2 separate regions of the Sus scrofa genome follow, and region 1 is linked to region 2. Evidence: chromatin contacts called from public Hi-C data. All regions are on one chromosome and are shown on one strand. The core of a region is the stretch at or near the end of the contact, and the rest is flanking DNA. Distances in the headings are between cores, read along the strand shown. Region 1 overlaps MANBAL (protein MANBAL). Region 2 holds the start of GHRH (growth hormone releasing hormone).

Evidence for each region. A called contact is a pair of places that touch in the nucleus more often than the background predicts.
Region 1: a contact with region 2 is called in a Hi-C map of heart right ventricle, with 1.5 times the contacts expected there. The contact joins the enhancer-like site here to the promoter of GHRH in region 2. A contact is called at or near these places in 6 of 47 Hi-C or Micro-C datasets (alveolar macrophages, embryonic fibroblasts, epiblast stem cells and 2 more) and 2 of 2 datasets of contacts at active chromatin or transcription factors (alveolar macrophages and skeletal muscle).

What each region holds. Positions count from the first base shown.
Region 1 is chr17:40,441,850-40,449,628 of Sscrofa11.1, forward strand. It overlaps MANBAL (protein MANBAL), which reads left to right. Exons shown (of 4, transcript XM_005672921.3): 3 at 6,878-6,990; 4 at 7,395-7,779. The coding sequence ends at 6,985. Among named protein-coding and RNA genes, the nearest start is that of MANBAL, 25 kb to the left of the region's middle. Within about 2 kb of position 5,917, at least 32 of the 83 cell types and tissues checked have an H3K27ac peak or open chromatin away from gene starts, as enhancers often do. A contact at or near this core is called in liver, where this site is marked.
Region 2 is chr17:40,394,247-40,401,414 of Sscrofa11.1, forward strand. GHRH (growth hormone releasing hormone) reads right to left here and starts at 3,611. Exons shown (of 5, transcript NM_001195118.1): 1 at 3,451-3,611.

The DNA.
Region 1 (7,779 bases), core at 4,667-7,166, 50 kb after region 2:
CACAGCTGGGCTCAGAAGTTCGCACGGTCGTCAGGGCTCCGTCTGTCTCTCCATCTCTTGGCTTTCCTGCGAGCGCTGGCTTCATTCTTAGGCCCTTGCCACGTGTCAGGAGGATGGCTGCAAGAAGCTCCAGGCCGCATCCTCATCACTCATGATTTACAAGCAAGAGAAGCTATTTCTCTGCCTGTGCTCACTTTCCACATCTCCTGGAAGGCCTCTGCTTGGCTCTGGCCTGGCCACAAGTCTATACTTTGCCCCTTAGGTGGGAAGGGACCTTGGGTAACCGCTTCCGGCCAGGCCACTTTTAACTGGCCACTCCTATGGCCACAGTGACTGAGAGTCCCCTCAGAACCACGTGGGACAGGGAAAGGATGGGGTCCCAATAGAGAGGGGGTCTGGGCAAAGACAACTGATGTCTAGCACGGTGATCTGGCAGAGGAGAACTCACCCATCAGAATCGATAGCAAGAGGGGTGGCTTTCCTTGTGATGCCCACATAGACTTTGCTGTCGATCAAAGAGCCCGGCGGTGTTTGGAGCCCTGAAAAGGAGGCGCCTTCCCAGGGGCAGTGGGGCAGTGGCCTAAAAGTTCAGGATGCTGTTGGAAAAGTCTGCCCGGCCCCCAGTTGCTGGTGAAGGCTCCCACAGGAAACAGTTAACCCGGGCAAGCGTACACCCATTCTCAACATCTCAGGAGACAGTCTTGCACAACTGACTTTGTAGCTCTGCCCTGTATTTTTTTTTAAGCTTGGGAGGTGTTTGCAGTTAAATTGGATGGCAGGCTGTTTTTTACTTCATGAGCCATTTTTGAGAGACTGCTGGGCGGTGGACAGGGTGAAGGTCTAAACATGGTCTTGAGATGGGTACAGGTTCGTGGGAGAGATGGTTGGACACACAAGGAGCCCCAGACCAGCCGGGGGGCAGGGCCTGGGTGGCGCTGAATTGTGTCAGGTGCACTCCCAGGCCTCTTCTCTCTTATCACAGTTCTTGCCTGCCATGTGCTTTCTGGATTCTGTGTTTCGCCTTGTGGAGCCCACTCGGTCGGCCTCCCCTTCTCTGTTCCAGCTAGTCCTGTCCTCTCAAGGCCAGGGCTAGTTCTGGCCCTGCCTGGTCTCCCAGTCTCCACCCCACCTGGGGCCTGGGGCAAGAGCGCGCAGGACGAGCCAGAGCTTCAGCTCTGGGCACCTGTCTGGGGACCGCCTGCCTTCCCCCCTGTGTCCCCAGCTAGAGAAGGAGGGCGTTCACGTCCTTCCCATGCAGTTCTTGAGGATCGAATGAGGCAAGGAAGGTATGTGAGGCTACCTGAGTGTGGCACAGTGGTTTTCTTTCCCTGGACTGTTTTAGAGGAGAGAGTGGTTTCAGTCTGTGTAGAATGACATTCATCCTGATTTATTGGACTAAATCCACACTGAGTTGTAGCGTGGAAATCATAAAATTCTCTGTGCTTTTCCCTGCAGGAAGGGAGTTGATACATCGCGGCACAGATTCGATTATTTGAATCTGATGAATAGCAGCAATTTTCTGGCTTTGTAAGTGGCTGTGGAGCTGCTACATTATTGATGAGGCCTGTGTCACAGAGGACGCCTCCGCAGACCCAGGATCCACCTGAGGGCGGGGGAGGTCTTTTACTCCCCAAGGTGGGATTGCTGAGGAAACTGAACACTTGCTTCAGAGGAGGCGAGGTGTTCCCAGATGGAAAGGTGGGGCTACAGTGTTCAGAGTCTGCCGTCTGCCTGGCTTGTACCAGCAACGTACATTTGAAGAGAAATGACAAGTCAGCCATTTATTTAGAGTCACTCTTGCCAGCTAAGAATTTGGAGCTACAGCTCTGTGTGGCTAGGACCCCAGTATCCGAGTCATGCGCGTAACATCTGCCTTTGCTTCCCTGCCCCTTGAGGGGAAGGCAGCTGTGCCCCGCTGGGCCAGTGGCTAGGACTCGCTGAGCCTCAGTTTCCTTACCTGTAAAATGGGGCTCAGAGTGAGGGCTCATGAGGGTGGTGGGGGCTCAGCGTGCCCGGGTCTGTGAGGTACCCACGTGGTGCACATCACTAAGTGTGCCGCCTCCTCTCCATTAGCCTGCCTTGCCTGGCACAGGACCTGCATGTGCTTGACGCAGACAGAGCGTGAAAGAACAGAGCATCTGGGAGATACTGGCTGGCCAGTGGCCCAGAAGTGACCGAGGGGGCGTGCCCAGAGACAGGGCCAAGGCAGCAGTGGAATGGCTCTGGAGGCCACTTGGGGGTTCTTGGAATTTGTCTTATACAAAGAGAGACACCTGGAGGTTCTTGGAATCCGTCCTGTATGAAGAGGGATCCAGCAACACGTTTAAAGCAGAACACAGATGTGATCAGGATGGTTGTTTTAGGAGAACGGGCTCTGAAAACAGGAAAGCCCTTGGGAGGGACAGGCAAGAGAGCAGGGGTCTGAACCAGCTCCCTGGTGTGTGTCCGGAGGGGACCGGGTAGAGTTGAGTGCCCATGGAAAGAAGAATGGACCAGCCATGGGGACAGATTAGACGTGGGGGCACGAGGGACTGGTGGGAAATCAGAAATGGCTCAGAGGCTTCCAGCTTGGGTGACGGGGTGGGTGACAGTGCCAGAAATTGAGCTGGGGAAGAGAGGAGGAGGCCTGGGGTGAAGAGGAGACAGATAATGCACTCAGATCCTCGGTGACTGTATAGTGTCCACACACCCACGGCGAGCTGCTCTCGACTCTGGAAGACAAAGCCTGACTCCCATCACAAGCACGGGGGTTCCTGAATGACCCGCCAGTGGGATCTAGAACAAGCTGTTCTTGTCATTCCAGAGTCACCTGTGCTTCCAGGCGCTGAAAAAGAGAAAGTCGATTTCACTTTTAGATCGGATTCTTGGTGGCCATCAGCCCTTAGGAACCCAGGAGAGTCTGTGCCACACAGCCATTGAGAGCTCAGGTTCATCCTGGCTCTGCCACTCTGCATCTGAGACCTTAGGCAGGTCACATAACCTGACTGTCTCTTCTTTCATCTATAAAATGGGGCTCATTATGGCACTTTGTGAGGCCAAAATATATATGTCCATGGAGCTCCCGCTGTGGCGCAGTGGGATTGGCGGTGTCTTGGAAGCGCCAGGACACGGATTTGATCACTGGCCAGGTACAGTGGGTTAAGGATCCAGCATTGCGGCAGCTGTGGCTTAGGTCAAGCCTGCGACTCAGATCTGATCCTTGGCCAGGGAGCTCCACATGCCTTGGGGCAGCCAAAAATTAAATAAATAAATAAGTAAAAATAAGCAATATGGAAATAGCTTAAAAAAAAGAAAAGGATATGTCTAGACCACAGAACCTGGGACCTAGCATATTGCAAATAATAGTAGCAGCTGTTAGGAGTTCCCGTCATGGCTCAGTGGTTAATGAATTCGACTAGGAACCATGAGGTTGCGGGTTCTATCCCTGGCCTTGCTCAGTGGGTTAAGGATCCGTCATTGCCGTGAGCTGTGGTGTTGGTCACAGATGCGGCTCAGATCCTGCGTTGCTGTGGCTGTGGCTGTGGTGTAGGCCGGCAGCTACAACTCCTATTGGATCCCTATCCTGGACCCCTTCCATATGCCATGGGTGCGGCCCTAAAAAGACAATATATATTAGCAGCTGTTATGGCTGTTATTATTACTATGCTTATTGGTGGCTATGTCTAGCCATGGTTTAGGGTTTGTATATTAGGTTTAAAATTTACTCTGTCCTCTGTGCCCATTTCTCACAGGAAAAAGTGAGACTGTTAGGCTTTTATGATGATAAGTAGGAATGAAGTTCTCCTGGTCACAGGAGAGCTTGCATGTTCTTTCATTTCATTCATTTGGGAACAATTGAAGCTGTCCGCAAGAGCTCACAGATTAGTTGGGGAGACTCAGGGGGAGCACTTGTAGCTTAGGTAAGATTAGGGTGGCTCTGTAATCTTCCTGGGTGCCTGGGGTGGAGGAAAGGATGCATCTGCTGCAGTGGAGGAGCAGAGGAGGAAGGCTAGACGGGAAGGAGGAGTGTGTTCTTGGGCTGGACCACACTGAGGGGAGGGGTTTGCTGGGTGGCCAAGGAGAGAAGGGTGCTCCCCTTGTTGAGGGGTGGGCAGCGGAAGCCCTGGGGCCTGGCCCATTGTAGGGGGCAGAGGTGAGCCCAGGGAGGCTGGCGAGGCAGCCTCCTTAGATGCTGTCCTGGGTGTGGGACACAAGACCGTGGGTGATGGAAAGCCACTGGAAGGTTTAAGGTGGGGACATCTGCGCTTTAGAAAAATTCTCTTGGCACGTGTGCAAGGAATGGCATAGAGAGCAGGGGGGCCAGTTGGCAGTGGGGGAGCTGAAGCAGGGCCTTTGAGGCTCCAGAGAGTGGCCAGGTCAAGAGATGGAGGAGGGCAGATCAGCAGGACCTGGTGACCGATTGGATGGAGGGACAGCGGGGGTGGGGGTGTCACTGGGGCTCTGGTTACTCTGCTTACGGGTAGGGGAGGAAGGCCAGGCCAGCTGGAGAAGGGGCTGTGCTCTGTCTGGGCCACTTGAGTTGGAGGTGCCAGAAAGGATGAGGTGCTTGGGAGAAGGTCTGTGGAGTAAGGAAAGCACTGGGGACAGCGGCCAGGTATCCTCATCCCTGGTTTGTGTACCAGGCCCCACTTGAAACCGCAGGAGGCGTCCAGCTGTGAGCTCAGGGGGGCTCCATCCCTGGAGATCCTGGCAGGCTTGACAGGTTCCCAGTGCACAAACCCTTTGTCTAATCATGCCCTGTTTGCCCAGGGCAGGGACTGACTGGTTTCCACTGGCCTCACAGGTACTGCCCTGGGGGCGGTTTCCAGGTCCCAAAGTCTCCAAAGGCCTTGTGCCCTGTGGGGTTTGCCTTAAACAGTAGCCATCCTGCTGGGCTCTGCAGCGGGAGCCTGTGCCCTTGACACACTGGCTTCTCTGAGATTTGGGTTGGTTGGTTTGTTTTTCTAATGGGCTTTCTTCTTTTTTCTTTTTTTCTTCCTTCCTTCCTTTCTTTCTCTCTCTTACCTTTCTGTCTTGCTCATGCTTTCTTTCTCTCTTCCTTTTTTTCCTTCTTTCTCTTTCTTCCACTCTTTCTTCCTTTGTCTCCTTCCTTCCTTCTTTCTCTCTCTCTCTCTCCTTCCTTCTTTCCTCCCTCCCTCGCCCCCTCCTCCCTTCCTTCCTTTTTCTTTCTTTCTTTCTCCAAGTTACAGAAACAGTATCAGCACAAGGGGGTGGGGGTCCTGAGCACTATCAGAGACCTGGCCAGGGGAGGAGCCGGCCGCCTGGTTATCTTGGGGCCATCACGCCTGGGTGCCTGGGATCAGGCTAGGTCTGTTGTCTCCGTTGGTTGGCAGCAGAGTAGACAGCGATGGCTGATAAGAGGGAGGTGGCAGACCTTTGGACTGGGCTTTAGGTGGGGACCGCCCCTCCACAGCCATAGTCCTGCCGCTTCTTTCGGAAGGAGGCTTGAGGCTTGGGCCAGGGGCCGACAGTGAACAGGGAAGGACAGAGTAAAGCAAGCTGGAAGCTGGGAGGTAGCCAATTAAACATGCAGAAATACTTTTCTAGAAACAGCGTACTCCCTCTTAGTATTCTTGCTTCGTCTTTTGTTTTCCCATCTTTAATAAAAGAACAAGGTACTGAGGCGCATTTCCTTGCTTAGTGCCGGGGGCAGTGGGGCTGTGGGGGCGGGGGCACCTGAATGAAGGGGCAGCCACTGCTCAGCCCATTTCTCCCATGAGGAGATTTGGGGCCAGTGTCACCGGATGTTTAAAGTTTTCAAGAAAAGCAAGGAATCCACACTGAATGGGAAATCTCCCAATTGGCTCAAGTTCTTAAAAATAAACACTGCAGGTCAAGTGAAGTCTGCCTGTGGGCCGGACAAGGCCTGCGGCCTGTGGTTAGTGCTCTCTGGGCCAGAGTGGACTCTGACATCCTGCCTGGCTGTGGCGCAGTATGATTTATCCCTCAGAGGGGAGGGGACACTCAGCAGGACTGAGGCCACTCTAGGTTCTTCTCTGACATGCGCCTGTGAGGCTGGGACAGGCCAAGTCCCTTCCCCAGAGTCCACTTTCTTTATCAGCACAATAAAGGCCAGGGCTGGCTCTGTGGTTTTCAATCTTTTTTCAATAGGAGAACCTTTGTTTAAACCAGATCTTACAGGGAACAAATCACAATGTACGTGACAGATCCAAAGCAGAGCTGCCCCAGATACAGGGAGAGTCTGGAGTTCTACCCTGGGGCTGCCCTCTGCCCTTTCCCACGGGGCACCTCTGCCCGAGGCCGCAGAGCTCTGTGCCGTGGCTGCACTTCCACCGGCTAGCGCTCTCCACCCTGCCCTGCCCTGGCCTTCTGTGGCCTGAATGGCAGACGAGGGATGAGAAGAGAAGCAGGGCTGGAAGGAGAGCAAGCCACAGCGGGTCTGCCCACAGCCGCTCCTCACCACATTGTGCCCAGTCCCACATGCGGTGACCAGCAGCCGCTGGGTGCATTTGCATCCACTGGGTGCTTTCCACGTGTTTTTGCCTCAGCAGAGAGCCCGCCCGCCAAGGTACGCGCCCCTGCTTCCATTTCACAGGTGGGCAAGCCGAGACACAGGAGGGGGAAGCGTGTGGCCCACAGGGTCACTTGGCTGGAACGTGGGGGAGCCTAGATTCCCCCCCAGGCCTGTGCGGCTCCAAAGGCTGCCCGCTTCCCTTGGGCATCTTCTCTTATCCTTCACCCCCTCCCCGGGGGCCGTCCTGCAAACATGGGGATCCCGGGGCCCTGCAGGGACAGTTTCCATCCCTGGTGTCTCTGCGGCATGCCTCTCTTTGCAAAGTCCCTTCAGACATGATCTCATTTTGTGGGTGTCATTTTGATTTGTCTAAGCAGGCCTCTGTTTTCTGTCACCATGCAGGAGGCAGAACCGTCTGAGCCCCGAAGTACAGAGGTGACGAGGAAGCCTAAGGCCACTGCTCCTTCTGCAAACAAGAGGCCCAAGAAGGAGGCCAAGAAGAAGCGGTAGAAGAGGCGGCCTGTAGAGCCCGGTGGGCGGGGCCAGGGCCTTGGGGGCGGGGCCCCCACCGGTCCCCTGGGGCTCAAAGTCCTGTTCCCTCACTTCATCCCAGCCTCAGGATCTGAGGTGGCTGGGATGCCCTCTGACCACAGAGAGCTGGACAGTCACGACAGGCCCCAGGCCCCAGCTGGGCAGACTCCACTTCCACTTCCTTCTGCTTCCCCGATGGTTTAGAGCCATGGGGAGTGAAACCCCCTGTGAGCAGAGACTGCCTTGGAAGTCTCTCAGAAGCGGGGCGGCTGACAGTTGCATTTTCTTACTTAATCCCCATGTCCTGCCTTATAGATTCACACTACATCTCAGAGTCCTTATCTGATGCTGACAAGCACTGCCCTCTCCCATCCTCTGTGTCCTGCAGATCAGATCTCCTGCTAATCAGTCACCTTTGTCTCTGCTTGTGTGCATGGAGCCAGGCCAGGCGTCCCCTGTTTGTTTAAGTCAAGACACTAAGGCCACTGCAGCGCTAGTGGTCCTACTGGTACAACAGCCAGTCTGGAAGATGCCTGGCAGGAGGGCCAGCAGATGGCAGGGACTTGGCTGAAGGAGTGTATATTCTTCGGCTCAACTTCCTGAGCCTCTGAAATGGGGGACTTGTCAATCACAGACCAACCTCTTTTCAACCCATCACAGCACATTCAAGATATTCTTTTTGGCTTCCATCTGTACCCCCTCCCCTCCCCCCTCCCCACCGCCGTTCTTAAAACTCCTGACCAGTGAGGAAAAGTCACTTGGGGGAGTGGATG
Region 2 (7,168 bases), core at 2,361-4,860:
CTGGGTCAGACAAATCAGAGTTCACATCCATCACTAGCTGTGCATCCCAGGACGGGGGGCTTCTCTTTTCTGGATCTCCGTTTACCCACAAAATGGAGTTGCTAACTCTGCCCAGGGCATAGGGTCCTTGTGAGCATGAGATGGGGTACCTGGAGGGTGTGGTGTGTGGGGAATTCTCCACAATCCTCTGATGCTCAGAGGGCAGGCTGCTTTGTTTTTGTGTGGAGCTGGGGGTGGGGTGGGGGGAGGCTATACCTCTTGCTCCAGATGCTTAGATTTTGCCAAAGACTTCTAGTCCTGATAGAAACCAGGGAGCCTGGGGAGCCCGTGAGGCAGAAGCATCTCATAGATCACGTAATTATCCTTAATTGGGGCCTGCTGACACCATGCAATTAGGGGAAGAACAGTCAACAGGGGAGAGAGCCCGCCTCGCGCCTCGGCAGGGGAGGTGCCTCTGCCGTCAACGCAGACCGAGTGCGTGGCAGAGATGGCTGGCTTCGGCGTGTCTCGGCCACCTAAGAGTTGGGTCTTCTCATATCCCAGGGGCACCCCCTCTCCGCAGGATGTCCACTCCATGGGGATGCAGCCCCCCGCCCTGGAGGCCCAGCCAGCCCCAGAGAGGCCAGGACCATCTGCCCATCAGGTTCCATTTCCAGTTGGTCCTGCTGAGGAGGGATTTCCGGCAGGCAGAGCCAGCGCTGCAGGAATCCACTCCCTTTTCTGGGCTCACCCCCCTTCTCCCAGACACTGGGGTCTCAACTAACCCAGGCATGCCTTGAGACCCCTGCACCTCCAGAGCTAGAGGAGGGGGCGGTCCAGACCTCAGTCACCAGCTCCTCTTTGACGTGCGCCCTCTCCCCCCAGACAGACAATCTCCAGTTTCAGCTCAAACACTCACTGCCAGTGAGTGACAGGGAGCTCACTACCTCCAAGCCAGTCTGTCCCATTTCCAGGCAGCTCCTCTTGTTAGGAGGTTTTTCTCATTGCATCAAGTTCCAAGTCCCCTTTTGCTGCAAATTCTTGTTAAGCTTTCATGATTCTGGGGAGGGTTGGGGCCAGAGAAAAGATGAGACCGTGATATCGGCCCTCGAGGGCAGCCCCTTCGATGTCTACCTGCTGTGCCTCCCAGAGCTTCTGCACCTCCATCCACACGAAAAGCCCTTTATTTTTTTATTTTTGGCCACCCTGAGGCATACAGAGTTCCCGGGCCAGGGATCAGATCCTAGCTGCCATCACGACCTAAGACACAGTTGCAGCAATGCTGGATCCTTAACCCACTGAGCTGGGCTGGGGATCGAACCCATGTCCCAGCGCTCCCAACACGCCGCCACCGATCCCCTTGTGCCACAGGAGGAGCTCCCACGAAAAGCCCTTTAGATGCGCTTTGCACCTGACTTAGACCCCGTCCCCCAAACCGAGGGTCTTTCGTCTTCTGCCCTTCTCATCACACTGTCACAACTGGCTCCCCCTTTTCTGAGCTGGTCCACTGCTGGTTTCCTCAGCAGGGAGATATTTGGAGGCAGAAAATCTCCTCCACACACCACTGCTCTTCCGTCTCCCAGCTGCAGCCTGGGCTTTCTTGCCTTCTGTCCTGCTGGTCCTTTAACCACCAGGGCACATCCAGACCCTTAATCACTCACTCACCTCTCAGAAGCCTTGGCACTCCATCCCCGCCAGAGTGAAACCCAAACCCCTGCTCTTGGCCTAGGCTCCCCCTGGGTCTCCCCACCCGCCACCACTTCTCCCAGGGCTGGCTCAAGGGATTCCCAGGACACCCCCACCTTTGTCCTCCAGAGCAGGTATCACCACCTCTATTTTACCATCAGGGAAATGAGCCCAGAGAAGAGAAGGGCCTTTTTCTGTGGTCCTCCAACAAATTAGTCTCGGAGTGGGCACTTCAGAAGGGGCCTCGTGATTCCCAGGCCAGCAGACTTCCTCCTGCTCCGCGAGGCGCCCTCTCAGATACAATCCCCTATTCATGCGGGCGCCTCAGAATTCATCACCTGTGCGTGGGAAACGGTTCTGAGAAGACCACATGCTTTTGCTCTTTGTCACTAAGTCTCTGGGGAAGAAATAAGGGGGAAAGACAGGAACACCTGCTTGGTTGGCGTGTTCCTATGCACAGCCAGTGGTTTTAGGGAGTTGAAAATAGCCCGATAAGAGGGCAGTCTTTGGGGGGCAAGTCAACGTAAGTCCAATGACCCCTGGTCATTCAGGAATGAGGTGGGGTAACCTCATAGTCTGGTCCACCAAGAGGCACCACATTTGCTATAAACCACATGCCCGAGGGATGGGTCATGACACCCTTGTAACCTCTGGGCTGAGAACCTAATCCATGTGGTTGCAAAATCCCACTGGACAAAAAAGGAAAACAACAAGAATAACCCAGCCTATGAGATGAGAACAGCGGAGAAGCTAGCTGTTGACAGATATCTTCCACATGGCCAGTCCAAGGAGCTAGAATTCATGGAATTAAATCTAGTGCATATCCAACAGCACCACCGACAACTCCTTGATGGCCTCAAAGTCATCTTAGGGTTTATCATCTATCATTACAAGTATCAGTCAGTTCTCAACAGTGCTTACAAACTAATTTTGTCATTAGATATATTCGAGGTTGTCTGGCTTCAGGAAAAATGGGCACTTGATTCACAGCAGCTGGCACCTTTTGCCAGACTTGGTGCCAAGAATGCTACAAGAATTCTGCAGATGAACCTTCAACTGACGACAGAGGTCAGATCTCAAGTGCCAAACTAGCGAGGCCATTTTTGAACTCCTGGGGGAAAAAAAACAAATCTTTTACCTTTCTCGAATATTCTACTGTGTGATTTAAGAACCCCGCCCCCCCCAATCCTGACTCTGTTTATAAACTGTTTCCAGCAATAGTGCTCTAAGTTGAGGGAGATCTAAGTTTTTAGTGAGGAAGCATCTTGAACGGTCATTCAAAAGGGTGGTGCCCCACCCCCTTCCAGAAAGGTTGGAGGTGGCTTATGGTAAAAGACGCAAATACTCAGGATCCCTGAAGCCCCGAAGGGTCAAGAGACAAGCTTCAGGAGCAGGTCATTGTGTCTAAAACCTAGAGTAAGGAGTGCGGCTGCAATTGAGCAAGAAAGCAAAACGTTATCAATTTCCAGGCAATTGTATTAAATCGGTCCTGAGCAATCGGTGAGTGGTATTGATTTGCACAGCCACTTGCTTCCTTTCGGGTCCGTGGCAGAATCCCGTTGTGGGCAGGAGAATCTAGCCAGCGGGTGCCTTGCTCTAGCAGCCCACCCCCACACCCATGAAGGAGCACCGAGACCTCAGCTGCCCCTGACAGACACCTGGCACATGTCTGCCTGCCACCTCTCCGAGGACTGAGTGGCCAAGCGTCCAAGACAACCTCAAAATGGCGCCAACCATCAAGAGCACGTTCCAGAGCCACTAACAAGGGGCCTAAAAGGTACTCACCAGTCCACGGGCAAAGAAGACGGCAGTGGGCCTGGTGAACTGGGTGTCTCTGAACTGGTGAGAAGATCAACTGTCTTGCCCCCATCCAGCCCGGCCCCCAGGGCCACCCCCCTCTCACCTCCGATGTGGCAGGTCTCCCTCTGCCAGAAGACGCGGCTCCAGTTCCACGGGCCTCGGGCTCGCCGTTTGCTTCAGCGCCTGCGTGGTACTCGCATCATTTATACCTTCATTTTCCTAAGTGTTGTCAGCGTCAGAGAATCAATTACACACAAGTCCACCAAAGGACCGTTTTTAGCATCGCACTGACAAACCCTAACGGGGGAAAGAGGTTTTGCCCCTCGCCAATTCAGACTCGTATTGAACTTGCCCTTTATCTTCGAGAGCACGGACAGAGCAAAAAAAAAAAAATTATATTATTCCGAGAAGAAGAGAGAGTATAATCCTGCTACTCTAATAATTGGAGTACTCAGAACAGTGAACCACCATTTACTCTCAGAGATAAATGGGCGTTTTAAAAAGTTGGTATAATCTTGTTTTGTCCGTGTGCAACTTTATTTCACTTTAGGGCAGCCAACATTACAGGCTGGGTGTTTTTCTCCTCTTAGTGAGGAAAGTTGCTTGCTATTTCCCTTGTCATCCAATTATCAAGATTTTCCCCTCTTGACTTGTACCTGCTGCGGTCACAGGTCGGTGTAGGCAGCGAGCCTGGGGAGCATCTGTTTCATGTGTCAAGGCTGCCTCAGAGGTGTGTGAGGTGAGAGGGGAGAGATGGAGTGCCTTGGGAGAGTTGTGCTTCCAGATTTCTCTAGCCGATAGCAAAAGAAGCCTCAAGAACGGCATGAAAGTGTGCGAGGCAGAAGCCCTGGTTTCCCATAGGGCTGCTGTGGAGGACTGGAAATTGCTGTGAGCTGAGTCCAACTACCCCTCCGTGTCTGTCCGTCATGACTTTGGTGACCTTCAGAAGTTACTTCTGCCTTCCAGGCCTCAGTTTCTACACTATCGATTTCTACTCCCATCACAGCTCAGGGAAAACAGCAGAGAACAGAAGTTTTCCAAGTTTGTAAATAGTGACACAGAACTTTCTTTGGAAATCGTCTATGGAAGTGCAGTATACAAAGCAGATTTTTTTCTTGGCCGTACCCACTGCATGCAGAAATTCTGGGACCAGGAATCAAACCCAGGTCACTGCTGAGGAACCTGAGCCATAGCAGTGACCAGGTCCTTAACTTGCTGAGCCACCAGGAAACTCCTAAAACAGATTTTTAAAATGGAGCTGCACTGGTTAGAGATTGAGGAGTGGAGACTGCCTTTGCCTGCCCCGGGACACCTCTCTGGTTCGCAGTTAGAACCAGTAGTTTCTGGAACCTCCTCCAAGTGACACTTTATGAACCTGCTTCTTAGCCTTCACTGAGCCATGTTCCTGGCACAGAGCAAACATGGGATGTTCCCCAGAGAAGCAGGGACTGAGCAGCATCACCCTGCAGGCCTGGACACAACGTGGTGTGGTCAGGTCAGGCCAGATCCCCAGGGACTAAGAATGGCTGATGGGTCACAGCTGCAGGTGGCAGATGGAGGAGTTAGGAAGCCCAGGGCAGTGGGCTCTCTTACAGTCAGGAGGTGTGGGGTTATCTCAGCGAATGCAAGGTGGGTACCACCCAGAGTTGGGCACCCAGAATGGACACCAGGCCAGAGTACAGACATGGGACACACAGAACTGGCCCAAGAAACCACAGGGATGAGAATTCAACCCCAGCTGAAGCTCTGTGTTAGGGATTGAGCTAAAGACTTCATGCCTAATCTCAGTTTTCTCATCTGTGAAATGAGAGTGATGGGGCTCATCTCATGAGGCTGTTGGGTGAGGATTAAATATGACTGTGGATAGGGTACAGGCCTGGAATAGAGTAAGTCACATAAGTAAGCTCCTACTGCTATCACCGTTGTTCTAAATGAGGAAAGAGGCACAGAAAGGTTACCCACTTTTCCACAGTCACACAGCTGTGCAATGGTAGAGCCAGGACTCAAAGTTTTCTAGCTTGCAAATTTAGTATTCCACAACAACCTGAGCTACTATGGCCCACCAATTCTAATTCTTCTAGTTTTTTTTAAGAACTTTAGGAGTTTCTTGGTGATCCAGAAGTTAAGGCTCTGGTGTTGTCACTGCTGTGACTTGGATTCAGTCCCTGGCCTGGGACCTTCCACATGCCATGGGTGCAGCCAAAAAAAACCTCCCAAAAGTTAAGGGTTTTACTGAAGTATAATTAACACACCAAAAAAGTCACCTGTTTGAAGTCTATGGTTCAGTGAATCTTCATAAACTTCTACAGTTGTGCCACCATCTACCTCAAGGAGGTGGACCCAGAGAGGGACACACCACTAAATGTTCCAAGAATCAAGAAAAGGGAGAAGTCACGGTAAAGCTGGGAAAGTATCAAATGGGTTTGGAGCCAACTGTGTGATTTTTGGGCAAGGTGTTTAGCTGTGCTGAGCCTCAGTTACCACATCTGTACAATGGGCATGATAATACCTACCTCCCCAGGTTGTTGTGAGGATCAGAAACTATGCTTGTAAAGTACCTGATACACCTGGCAAATGTAGCCATCACTGTAGGTCTAATGATCAGAGCTGAGCTCAGAAAGCCAGGCGGGAGAGCTGGGAGCCCTCCTGGGTGAGGAGCTTAATTTGCTGTCATTGCTCCAACCCATCAAGGAAGGAGATGGGAGGGAGGAAGTGAAAATGTGCCTTGAGAGTGAGAGCCAGGCCCCCTCCACCAAGTCCTGCTGCCAGCCGCCTCGTCCTTATCCTCCGAGGGGTGGGAACGGCTTGCTCACCACCCGGCTCTCTTCCCAGGATGGGTTTGAACCCAGCGCTAATTAGTGATCGTGCCTGTGTATAAGGGTTGGGGGCTTGAGCTGTGGAAAGAAAGCGCCCTAGAGAAAGGCTGGCTTTAAAAAGCCCCAAAAGGCTGGGGCAGCGAGGCTCCGCCGAGAGACAAGTGGAGCATTTGTGTTGCAAATTTCCAGTGTGCCGGAGCCAGCCATTCAGAGGGCGATGATGCTAGAGGCCTAGGCCTGGGGGTGGGGAGCGCAGAGGGAATCGACAAAGGGGGCCTGTCCCAGGGCTTCAGACCCTGCTTTGTAAAAGCTGCTTTCATCGCTCTCCCTGGATGACGGCGGTGTTCCCAGCCTGAGGCCACCATGCAAGGCTGGAAGGCCTGGACCCCAGACTCCCAGATTCCTTTGTTATCCCCTGCTGCCCACTCTATGCCTTCTAGGCCCTTCTGTGGAGTCAGCAGCAGCAGATGTCAACAGGAGTGCTTATGAGAGCGATGTCGTAGGGGTTGGCCTGGCTTGGTGGCCTCGGGCAAAGTCACAGGACTTTCCCAAGCCTCGGTTTCCTCTTCTGTGAAATGGGGCCAAAAGGTTCTGTCTCCTATTTCACGTCCTATCCTAGCATAAGTGCCTGTGAATGGATGGTGATCCAGGTTCACCTCTTTCTGGAAAAGTCTGCATTTGGGAAGGCCATTAGAACTCTTTTAAAGAGGTAAAGTCGGTCGTACTTAGCAAGTCAATTAAGTGACTCTGGGTTGCTTGGAAATATTACCCTCATGAGTATTTTACTTTACTTTTACTTATTTAGCTTTTTTTTTTTTTTTTTTAAGGGCCGCACCTGCAGCATATGGAGGTTCCCAGGCTAGGGGTCTAATTGAAGCTACAGCTGC